2 separate regions of the Danio rerio genome follow, and region 2 is linked to region 1. Evidence: chromatin contacts called from public Hi-C data. All regions are on one chromosome and are shown on one strand. The core of a region is the stretch at or near the end of the contact, and the rest is flanking DNA. Distances in the headings are between cores, read along the strand shown.

Evidence for each region. Hi-C and Micro-C count contacts between places; a contact is called where the count stands out from the background.
Region 2: a Hi-C map of embryo shows a contact between it and region 1, with 3 times the contacts expected there. The contact joins two enhancer-like sites. A contact is called at or near these places in 5 of 18 Hi-C or Micro-C datasets (caudal fin, embryo and fibroblasts).

What each region holds. Positions count from the first base shown.
Region 1 is chr21:41,512,993-41,519,615 of GRCz12tu, reverse strand. No RefSeq gene overlaps it. Among named protein-coding and RNA genes, the nearest start is that of klf5l, 59 kb to the right of the region's middle. Within about 2 kb of position 3,940, at least 5 of the 62 cell types and tissues checked have an H3K27ac peak or open chromatin away from gene starts, as enhancers often do.
Region 2 is chr21:41,725,121-41,731,743 of GRCz12tu, reverse strand. No RefSeq gene overlaps it. Among named protein-coding and RNA genes, the nearest start is that of pou4f4, 110 kb to the right of the region's middle. Within about 2 kb of position 2,808, at least 24 of the 62 cell types and tissues checked have an H3K27ac peak or open chromatin away from gene starts, as enhancers often do.

The DNA.
Region 1 (6,623 bases), core at 2,691-5,190:
ATATATATATATATATATATATGTATGTATGTATATTTATATATATATATATATATATATATATATATATATATATATATATATATATAATTTTTATTCATATATTATATCATATTAAGTACACAATAAAAAAATATTTAAAAAATAATTATATATATATATATGATATATGAATATTTATATTTATATATTTTTTATTGTTTACTTAATACGATATGTGCTTTCAACTAAGCCCAAGTATGAACATTAGTATAGTTAAGTTTAATTTTTCAACATTTTTTTAGTGCCACATTTGGTATAATTGTAATTGAGTTCATGACATCTTTAAAGATGGGAACCTAAAATTTGAAGTGTGTCGTCTGATTTACTTTTTGACCATGATATAATCTGACACACTGTGTAACAGGCAAAAAAAAATCTTCTATATGTTTGAACCTAGCATTATTGTGTAATCTTGAGTTTAATCATTATCTATTTATTAATCCAGCAATTGTGCATTCTAAAAATCTTGGGTTGTTTCAACTCAAATTTGAGTAAAATATGGATAAGACCAACTGCATGTTAATTTTATAAATAATTTTTAACTCAACTTTCAAAACTTTAACCCTGTGGTTGAGTTAATTCATATTTTACCTACATTTGAATTAAAACAGCTCAACATTTTTACAGTGTATTGGGTGATTGTAAATTTATTAAAAATATATATGTTTGTGTGTTTTAAATATAAATTTGTCACTAGTTTAGTAAATACGGTCACACGTGCAACAAAAACAAACCCACACATGCACCTGTCAGTGTGCTGTGATGTGCAGAGTGTGTGTGTGTGTAAGTGTGTCTCAGAGGTGCTCTAAAGAGATGGGTGGAGGAAGATGGAGAATGAACGAGTGCTCTAATGGATTTGTGCTAATGGTGCCGGAGCGATTAGAGCAGGAAAGATTCTGGACTGCCAGCCCTTCTGAACCCTCACTGACTCTCTGTGTCCCGCAGCTCCAGCACAGAGTCAATCACAGCGCATGCTCACACTTACCTCTGTGTATTTAAAACATAAAGTTTGACACATGGGAGAACGCTGACAATTATCAGAAGGTGTGTTATTTAGCCACCTTCCTCCAACCTCACACGCTCTAAAAAATAAAACGTACCCATTTAAAATGTTTAGTTGAACCAAATGAAATTATGTAATTATCTCATCTTACATTAGTTAAACTGATTAAAAATATGAAGTAAATATTCATTCATTCATTCATTTTCTTGTCGGCTTCGTCCCTTTATTAATCCGGGGTCGCCACAGCGAAATGAACCACCAACTTATCCAGCAAGTTTTTACACAGCGGATGCCCTTCCAGCCGCAACCCATCCCTGGGAAACATCCACACACACATTCACACACACACATTCATATACTATGGACAATTTAGCCTACCCAATTCACCTGTACCGCATGTCTTTGGACTGTGGGGGAAACCGTAGCACCCGGAGGAAACCCACGCAAACGCAGGGAGAACATGCAAACTTCACACAGAAGCGCCAACTGAGCCAAAGATCGAACCAGTGACGCATCGACCTTCATGCTGTGAGGCGAACGTGCTACCCGCTGCGCCACTGCGTCACCTAGTGAAGTAAATATTGACTTAATAAAATAAGTTGAAGTAACATAAAAAAAACATTTTGCACAATGCTTGGCGTGAACTATGGAGATTACCTCCATTAAAATGTAAACAATTAATGAAGTGTTGTTTTTTTATTTTGTTTGTTTGTTTGTTTGTTTGTTTTAGGGGGCGGGAGCGGGGGGGTGGGGGTTTACTGAGTGCAATGGGACGGCATTATTTTTCTCAAAGTGAGCAATATGCACAACTAGTATTTTTCAGCCAACGATAAACTTTCGATGAAAGGTTTCTGTGACTATTTTAAAGTTCACAAGGTTCCTTTTACAACATCAACATTGAAATGTAATACAATCAGTAAATAAACTTAAGCATTCATTAAGTTAAGCATAAAACAAGTTGATAGACCGTGAAACCGTTAACTTCGTCAGTAGCAGCAGGCTTGCGCAGAAACTCCATTCAAAATACTGTGGTAAAATAAACTGTCTTATTTTTAATAGATAGCAAGGAAAAATGCAATTAAATGCAGTGTGTCTCGTCCAGTCTAAGACAAATTAATATCGAATATCTGAAAGGCAGTGAAGAAAACTTCTTTTTAAAGAAAACATATCTTAAACGTGGCAATTTTGTAACGGAGAGACAGTTCACCGGAAGCCATCGGGCTGGCTGGCTGAAAATTAAAAGTCTGTGTGCATACCTCATTCGTATACCAAATACTAAAAGAAAACAATTAGAATTAACATATAAATTTCTTTTCATATTATAGATGTATATAGAATTTTTCGCTATTGTAAAGATTAATAAAACAAAATAATGTGAAAGAAAACAAACACAGTGGTATAAACCGCCACAGATGACTGTGAAAAAGTCACATTAAAATCTCAAGCATAGGCCTTTTGTTATTTTTTTTGAAGCATGAAATAAAGCAGAACAGCGCATGGACCTCTAACTCAGTTTTTCTCTGTGGATATAGTTTATTATGTATAGCACAACGTTATTATTTATCTCAAATGATTTGTTTCAGTAGTTTTTAATAGACCTTTTTCATTATTAATACATTTTGCAACTCACCCCATAAGCTGACTATGTACAATGCCAAAATAAGTGTAAAACTGTCTCCTCATATTCGTTACAAAAATACAATTTACATCAATCCCACTTTTAAATTTTTGCAAACAATGTTTTGCTGGATAAAACCTGTGGATGAGTTTATAGGATATTTCTTTAATTCTATTTCTAACATGATATTTCTGTGGTAACAGCCACACTTTTCTTCAATTCACCCTTTAATAAAGACATATAATAAAATTGAATATAAGGTACAGTAATGATTTCTTTTTGGAAAAGAGTATGAATAGCTCTATCATTACTCTTGGTATTTAGTAAAACAAAATTTGCCGACATAAGATTTAGTAATATCAAAAGATGAAGCATCAGAAGGATGGTCTTATTAATACCTCTAAATAACATAAATGAATAACATCTCTGCAGGAATTGAACCAATAACAGTTGAAAACTTGCTGGGTTTTGTAATATTTTGATTTTGTAATAAAGGACTTCATTGTAAGAAAAGTTTACCATCTTTATTATATAACTGACTAAACAAATAATTTTACTGTCAAACCAATTAAAAAAAAGAGATTTGCATTTGTATGAACTGTCTATTATTCCAAAATAACAACAATGTAGGGATAAATCATGCTTATAGATTAATGACCATGATGAGCACTTGTTTGTGGAAGGCAGATAGTTTAACTGGAGTTTTGTCTATATTATAATTACTCATCAAAATAAACCATAGACCACCAGTCTTTAATGAAACATGATAATCTCCGCTTTGAAGTGCATACAGCATAAGAATGTACTCCCGCATATAACTTGAAACGGCATTCAACCCCCTTTAATATTGTCATCCATGATTTTCCCTGTCCTTCGTCTTTCGGGAGATCGTGGTCATTAAAGTAAGAGTGTCGTTTTTGAGTTGGAGCAGCTGGGAACGCAGCAATCACAACGATGAGATGACCCTGCCATTCTTTCTTGCTCCGTCGCATTGAAACCGGATGTTGTGGTACACTGCTTCGCTTACCGGAACCAGGAAGTGTGAAAAAGGCCTATTGAAGTCAATCCAACCGGAAGTGCATCCCATAACTTAAAACGCAGTAGTCACGTTTGGGAAAAGATAAAGCAAACACAGTTCAAACTCATCCAAATTTATACAAATTTTCTTGGCTTACCTCTCATTTAAATCACGATTTCAAGGAGCAGGGCAAAGCAGCAGCGTGACGTAATCTGTGTTTGTTTACATGTTTGTGTGTGTTTGTGTGTGCGCGTGTCTGTGTGTGGTGAAGAGGGTCTTCATTAAGCAGCTCGGCATAATGTTGACAATCTGTAATGTGATCAGAGTATCTCAGTGGGACTGCGTGAGTGATCTTAATGAAGAGAACATCAGGTGCTAATTAGCTCACATTTAATGTCACTAATATAAAAATGGCTGTTTGCCAAACGTCTTTGACAAACAAGAGGCAACTTTGTGCTTTCGTCCAAATCAGTGGATTCTGGTGAACTACTGCCACCTGGTGGATTTCTGCTGGTAATGCAATAACAGTTTTCAGCTTGTTAGATAAAAGCAATACTATATATATATCATTGCAACATATAATAATCTCTTAACCTTTCCGCAATTAAAACATTGGCATTCTTTTGGTCTAGACCAAAATAAAAAAAAAATAAAAAAAACAGCCATGAATTTGATTATATTAATTTTAGCTAAAATTAATATAATCAAATTCATGGCTGTTTTTTTTTTTTTTTTTTTTTTTTTTTTTTGCTATTTTATGCAAATGGCAGTAAATGGCTTTTTATTTTAAACAAATGCATAAGATCTGCATATTTCTATCATTTCTAAAGGATTGTGTGCACTGCTAAAACCACCATTACAGTTCAGTCAATTACATTTTGAAATACATTCAAATAGTTATTACAAATATAAATTTATCCAGCTTTAACAATGTTTATAAAATCTTACCAGCCCCAGTATTTCGAATGGTAGTGTATGATGAAATCAGATATAATATCCGGGAAAACTGAAGCCAGGCCTGTGCTGCATTTGTTATTGCATTATTAGATATCATGAAGTAATAATGAGCAAGCTTTATTACAGCATTTAATGTGGTTAATGTATTTCCTGTATATGCAGTTGGAATTTTTTTTAAATAAACATAATTTATGACCCAAGATGAAATAGCATTGAACGGTTTATTAATTCAAATGAATTAGATTAATAAATAATGAGCAGCTATTTATTGTTTGCTCATAATAAATTAACTAATGTTAATCAATTAAACGTTAAAACAAATTGTGGAAATGGCTGATAAAGCTATCAAATAAAAAAATATTTCTAGAAAATGCAGGCTGATGTGATTTTTTTTTTTTTTTAAATATTCAGTATATAGGAAACTACAAAGGAGTGAACTTAATAGATTCAAAGTATTAAGCAAATAGTTATAATTATATGAAGTAATCAATTCTAGATTTAAGAAGTACATTTGTGTTTTCTAAATAAACCTATGTTTTTGACAAAACCCCTGTTTTTGACAAAACTAGATAAACTACCTTGTAGGTATTCAATAACAAAGATATTTTCATTTTGTTTTTCTTGTTGTTTAACCACAAAGTAACTTAATACAGAAAAAAATAACATAAAAAAATGAACAATAAAAATACATAAATTAAATACTTAAATTAAAATAAATCAAATAAGGAAATAAAATGAATAAATAAAACTTATGGGGGAGGGGATGTTGGGGAGATTCATGGGTGTAGACGTGCACTATTTTCTATATGATTATAAAAAGGGTGTCATGTTTTGTGAAGTGTTCCGGTTGATCCTCTGGGAAAATGTTAAAACTAAATCTTTAAAGAATAATTTAAGAAAATTAAAGGTTTTAAATAACAACACAAATTACATTTACTTACCTCTAAAATTATCAAAATATTAACCCACTCTGTCTATTTTTGCAATTAGTCTCATGCCTTTTAAATTTTTGTGTTACTGTAACATATTTTACAACAACAGGTTTTAACAATATTAAGTTACACAAAGTTTAACTTAACAGTTACATTGATATGTGTAGGTTGAGATAACCAGAAATTTTATTTGATTCAACTAAGAAAAAATAGTCCAGCAAGATTTTTTTAATAGTGTAATTTTAGCATTAAAGAAAAACGATCCCTAAGTTCTGGTCAACTTTGATTCAATGGGTATAAATATGCAGAACAGTCTGTAAAGCACTGGGTATAAATATGCAGAACAATCTGTAAAGCACTGATAAAAAATAGAATGTGACTTGCTTCAAGTGATGTCACAAAGACATTAAGGCATGTCATTATTCTTCCCTCATTAATTTGTACAAAATTAGGATACACCGATAGTGGATGTAATATCAACTCGATTACTGTTATATTTAAAAACAATAATATGATGAAAATACAAAAAATCATGTGTGATGGCTCGTGAAAAGAGTTAAATATGGATTAAACCTCAATATAGATTGATCTGTTTTGATCTCTTTATGAAGCATCAATGTTTTGGATGAATAGACTTTAATTTAGGAGCAGAATCTCTTGGATTTTATTTTCATCGCATTCCAAAATACACTAATTTATTAAAGGTTTAAAACAACACAAGATAAATAAAGGATGACAGAATTTTAATTTTGGTCTGAATTAACCCTGTAATTCCTCAGTCGTTTTTTCCCCACAGACAGTGATATCAGATGACGGGTTTCCTCAGACCCCCTGCTCTGTTCACCTGAACCCCACGGGGCTGAATATATAGAGAGGGAGAGGTGTGACGGGTGTCCGTCGGGTCATTGGATCTTTAGATAATCAGTGTGGGCTAATGACCCCTCCAGAGAGAATGTGTCTAATCCATTGAGCCTTGGGGAGCATTTCTGCCTCCCCCCTCATTTCACACACAACACCGCTGAATACTGAATCCACAGTCCTGAAAATCTATCA
Region 2 (6,623 bases), core at 1,559-4,058, 210 kb before region 1:
TGTATGAGTGTGAATGAGTGTGTGTGGATGTTTCCCATAGATGGGTTGCTGCTGGAAGGGTATCCGCTGCGTAAAAACGTGCTGGATAAGTTAGCGGTTCATTCCACGGTGGCGACACCTGATGAATAAAGGGACTAAGCCGAAAAGAAAATGAATGAATGAACGACTGTTTTATTGTCATATGTTGCGTTTTCAGATATCTTAAATGCTCTATATTAGTCACAAAACAGAGAAACAACTACATAATAGGATTGTAACGGAGACCATAGTGAAGCGCTATGCAGGTAAACCTCACTCCTCTGACCTCTAACGGTGCTCTGAAACTTGCTGATTTTGTCGGTCGTGCAACAACCTGTTAGCCAGCATTCAATTTTGGGGATTTACACCTACCTAACTTTAAATAGGAACAGTTCCTGACTCCACTAATCTACAAACACAAATCAGCTATCATTGGAAAGAAGACACTTTTATCTGGTAAAAAAGGAAGTTACATGTTAAAAAAAAAAGAACTAGAAAAAAATATGACTTGAAAGCCAAGTGTCTCATGAGTTTATATTTCAAACTTGAAGATTAAAGATTTCTGTAAATAGTTTTGCGAGACTATACCGGTGTCCTTCTTTTCCTCACCGTCAGAGTTACTAAAAAACATTAGCTCAGGATATATAAATATTATATATTATATCCATAAATAAAATGCAAATCAACACATAGTAATATGTCTGCAGAACAGAAAAAATGACAAAATGATATAGTCATTAAAAAAAACTTGCTCTTATTATAGCTGTTATACTGCCATAGATATATACACTAGATATAGCATACAGACCATGAGCATGTGTCAATTAGATCAAATTTAACTCTTTATTAATTCTCTTCCATTGATAGAAGTGATGTAATAAAAAATTTTTTTGCAAACTGACCACTGGGAAAACTAACGATCATAGATATATGTTTATATTTGTATATATCTTAGGCTCCAGATGGCCAGTGCACTATAGCTATATTGACGCATTCCTTCCAATAGTCAGCAATAGTGTAGGCGACACCTAATGTAAATATCTTATGTTATACAGCAAGCTATTAATCCAGAGAAATATATCTCATTTTTCATTTACCTTTGACAAATTAAATTAAATAAAACCTTAAATAAGAAATGTATAAAAGCTGTATAGACATATAACTGTTTTTTTTTTATAATATAATACATAAAATATAATAAAACTTTAAAAACTGAAAACAGAAATAAAATGAAAACAAAAAATCAAACCCAATTTGAACCTTTAGTTACTCTGCGATAAAACAACAATGATGTATAATCGATGCTCTGTGATGTGATGAAATACACTTGAAATCGGCTTGAAATTAAATCGTGTGTCTACTGGAAATAATTATAGTATTTTTTTTAAGTATATTTCCTTCCTAAATCCCAAACTAATAAACAACTGGCAGACAAAAAAAAAAAAAAAAAAAAAAATCCTAGACCAAACATCTTTATTTAGGGTCAGAGTCTCTTTCAGGCTGACTATAAATTTGACAGTCAAATTCTAAAATCAGTTGTTTATACTTTAAGAAGTGATCTTTGGTTGAGTATAAGTAAAATAAAAACTGCTAACGTTGCTGTCCTATACTAAATGTGCTTTCTTTGCATTTTACGTAAAGTCTGAATAAAATGGATTGTAAAAATTCATTCATTCAATTATTCATTTTCTTGTCGGCTTAGTCCCTTTATTAATCCTGGAGTCACCACACCGGAACGAACCGGCAACATATCCAGCAAGTTTTTACACAGCGGATGCCCTTCCAGCCGCAACCCATCTCTGGGTAACATCTACACACACACTCATACACTACGGACAATTTAGCCTACCCAATTCACCTGTACCGCATGTCTTTAGAATGTGGGGGAAACCGGAGCACCCGGAGGAAACCCACGCGAAGGCAGGGAGAACATGCAAACTCCACACAGAAACGCCAACTGAGCCAAGGTTCAAACCAGCGACCCAGCGACCTTCTTGCTGTGAGGCGACACCACTACCTACTGCGCCACTGCCTCGCCATTGTAAAATTTATTTAGCATTTTAACAACACTCTCAGAAGTAAAACTAAATAGTAATAAAAAAAACACTGCCAGTTTAGTATCAAGTTTTTGTACCATAATTACAAGGACCATCTTAGATTATATACCATTTTAAACTACAGTACTAAAGCTTTCATTTTGTAACTTTGTTAAGCTGCAGTTACTTTTCAACATCAAAATGAAAGTATGCACTCCCAAAATGCAATTCAAAAGCCTAAATACAAAATAAAATAAAAAAACACTCATGAATCCTAACAATTTCTGTAAAAATACAACTTCCATGTCTCACAACTGTTCTTTTACAGTGCAGCCTAAAAGTGACTAGGTCTGTGGAGATATTTAATTTGACCAAATGTCATTAGCATTAGCGATGTCCATTGAATGATGCTAAATTGAAGGCATGTTGACTCTCATAAAGGCAAGAATCTGCAGAAGATTCTGTGATATATTTCTGTGCAGTCACTATACAATAGATCCTATAATCCACTGACTCAGAGGGCCACATTCATGTAGCTTTGGTTTCCTCTTCCCAATACCTTCTACCTCTCACCATTCAGGAAAAGTGAAGCCTGTTGCCAAGCGGAAAGAACGTCAGTGGCCGAAAAAGCCATCGGGAGGAACTTGGAAAGAACATGTTTGATGTCAGCGCCAGCGTATTTTTGGGCCCGTGCGGAACAAAGGGCCCGGTATATTTAGCGGCGGTCAGGAAGCAGGCTGAGAGAAGGGCCGGGGGGTTCAGCGGAGGCCTCGTCCACTTTCCCACACTTGCGGACCGGAAACAGGCGATGACAACTACTCCACCAAGAGGCCCCGGGTCGCCTGTTAGGGGAGCCATTGAGCTCAGAGGAAGGAAGAGGTTATACAGCCTTTCCTCCATCAACATCCTTGCTCTCTAAGAGTGACCTGCTCAAGAGCCTCCTCCACGACACACTGCTTTATGGCCAGTTTAACATGAACAGTATTGGATACAGAGCGAAATATTAATGAGTGTAAATGTAATCAAATTTACCAACTTTTATAGGACCACACAAATCTGCAAACACAAAAATCATTCAATCTATTTATTTACATGTAATTGTATGTATATATATATATATATATATATATATATATATATATATATATATATATATATATATATATATATATATATATATATATATATGGTCACACTTTACAATAAGGTTAATTAGTTAATGTTAAATAATGCATTTACTAACATGAACAAACATTGAACAATACATTTACTACTGTATTTATTAATGTTAATAAACGTTAGTTAATGAAAATACAGTAGTTCATCGTTAGTTCATGTTAACTCATGGTGCATTAACTAATATTAACAAGCATGGACTTGAATGTTAATAATGCATTAGTAAATGTTCAATTATGATTAATAAATGCTGTACATGTGTTGTTCATGATTAGTTCGTGTTAGTAAATGCGTTAACTAATGAACCTTATTGTAAAGTGTTACCATATATATATATATATATATATATATATATATATATATATATATATATATATATATATATATATATATATATATATATATATATATATATATATTCATTTTTTTAAATGAATTATTTTGTTATTGAAAAGTAAAGTAACGTTTATATACAGTTAAAGTCAGACTTATTAGCCCCCCTTTGGATTTTGTATTCTATTTTAAATATTTCCCAAATTCTGTGTAACAGAGCAAGGATATTTTCACAGTATGTCTGATAATATTTTTTTTGTCTGAAGAAAGTCTCATTTGTTTTTTTCAGCTAGAATAAAAGCAATTTCTTAATATTTTAAAAGCCATTTTAAGGTCAAAATTTTAAGCACCTTTAAGCTATATATTTTTTCAATAGTTTACAGAACAAACCATTGTTATACAATAACTTGCCTAATCACCCTAACCTGCCTAGTTAACCTAGATAAACCTTTAAATGTCACTTTAAGCTGTGTAGAAGTGTCTTGAAAAATATGTAGAAAAATATTATCTACTGTCATCATGGAAAAGACAAAATAAATCAGTTATTAGAAATGAGTTATTAAAACTATTATGATTAGAAATGTGTTTAGAAAAAAATCTTCTCTCCGTTAAACAGAAATTGGAGAAAAAAATAAACAGGTGGGCTAATAATCCAGGGGGCTAATAATTCTGACTTCAACTGTATATATATATATATATATATATATATATATATATATATATATATATATATATATATATATATATATATATATATATATATATATATATATATATATACTGTCACTGTCATTGTATATCTGTATATCTATGTATCAGCTATAGTTTTTTTTTTTACCAAACAAGTGGTTCCAACTGCATTTTAAAAATATTCTTTCTGCCTTAATTATTTTAGTTAAACCAAATGATCTTTTCTTGTCATGTCAACTACAAAATCTGACTAAAAATAGTATTAAGCTTAACTTTGTATAAAAATCAGTTTGAAAGCAACATAAAAATATTTGTTGTCTTGAACTTTTGTCATTACATTTTTGACAGTGTGGACTTTGATTGTAAACTGTAATAACAATTATTATTTTTTATTTATTGTGACAGGTTTTCAGATCCTGTTCACTTGCAAAACCCATTCCACATAAATCCACAGATTAAAAAAAAAAAATCTGTCTAGAAATAGCAAAAAGGTCTGCAGATTCTGTCAGGCCCATTTAGCTAGTTTTTACTCTTTATTTAGCTTTCAATTCAAACTCTTATTGGATGTTGTTACTTATTTCTGGAAAGCCGTGCCTTTTTAATAAATACTAGTTATTATTCGTTAGATCTTTCTAGTTACATTTTATTCGTCTTATGTTATAACTACTCAGAATAATCACATTATAAATTAAAAATTTTAATCTTACTGGTAAATTGCCAAAAAAAAAAAAAAGGATTAAAGCTAATTGGTTAGTATAGGAATCTATTTGATAGGTAAGGTCCCTATTAATTAGAGCTAGTATCTAATAAGTAAATATTAAATATTAACGTGTAATTAAATTAAAATAGTAGTTGTTTAAACTCACAGAATTCACAAGAATCTAAGAAATATTAGCATCTAATGATTTTAGGTACTATCTTTAAAACGTTGTAGACCTATCTAATGAATACTGTAACAACCAGTAAATAAAAAATATTTACTAATCAAAACTTAAATATCTATCACACAAAACTAAGTCTATCATGGCAATGGGCAATGACAAAACATTTAAATAATCACTAGTCAATACTGAACAAAAAGTCATTTAATGAAGATGTACTAGAATGTAATAAATAAGTAGGCCTATATAGTATGTAAAACAATAAGTAGCCCTAGTACCATAATGAGAAGTCAGTAGCAAATAAATTTACTGAAAAATTCATGTGTTTATTTATTCACAATGACAGATATTCATAGAAGTCAATTGCAAAAATGTTTCATGTCTTACTAAGCTGTTTTGAAATACTTTTAAAATAATCAGTTTGTATCTAATCCCTGCTGGGGAAAAAAACAACTTAAACCAGTCTAAGCTGGTTAGCTGGTTTTAGCTGGTTGACCAGCTTGGTTTAAGAGGGATTTTGGTCATATTCAGCCTGGTCTTAGCTGGTCAGATTGGAAAATGACCAGCTAAAACCAGTTAAGTTTGGTGGGGCTTCCAGCCTGGCTATAGGTTTGTCCAGCTGGTTTAAGCTGGTCATCCAACCATCTAAGGCTGGTTTAAGCTTTTTTTCCACCAGCAGGGATGAAAAAGCATTACTTATAGGATTTATTTTAATAGCATTAGAAGATAAATAAACAGTAGAACTTTCCTGGAAAGATACTAGTATATTAACAATATAAATAATAAAGAAAGTATTTCTCCTCGTCATTTGGGTTACATCTGTGCCTGTCTCCATCTGCACATAGCCTGTGTTGTTTGACCCTGGCGTGGACTCAAGCTTGGCATGCTTTAGTGGCATGCTTATCCTAGACGCATTTCCTCCTCAGGAAACACAGTATTAGATTGCACTTTTATTTATTTACTTCATTCACACAGCTTGATTGCTCCATGCTCAGGGGATGATAAAGTTTGCTAAAGCATTTCCCTTGTTCTTGTTGATTAAACAGACCTTTGCCATTGCTGATTTGTTTATCTAATACATACAACAATTAATCGTACTTGATCTAGAATAAAGCCTGAAGTAATTGTGATGAAATATAGCCTAAGTCCATTAGCTTGCGCATTTTATTTTACAGAATTAGCACTTACTGTGTTATTTAAGTATGTACTGAAATATAAGTTAACTATCGGGGTTAGGGTAGGTTCAGGGATAGCAGTACTTGTTTTTAATCCAGGTTTTGCAATTATTGTAATAGGGCCTACTCAAAGCACACATGTAAGTGTGGAACTGGATGTAATGAATCATACACTATAACCAATGTTGTGCCCCAACCTCTGTATTCACAGGATTTTGCCTCCATCTTGTGGTCGGAAGTTGTCTGTGCAAAACAAACACACAAAATATTATTTTCGCCTTCATATTCTCGCCATGTGGGACAATTGTAATGCT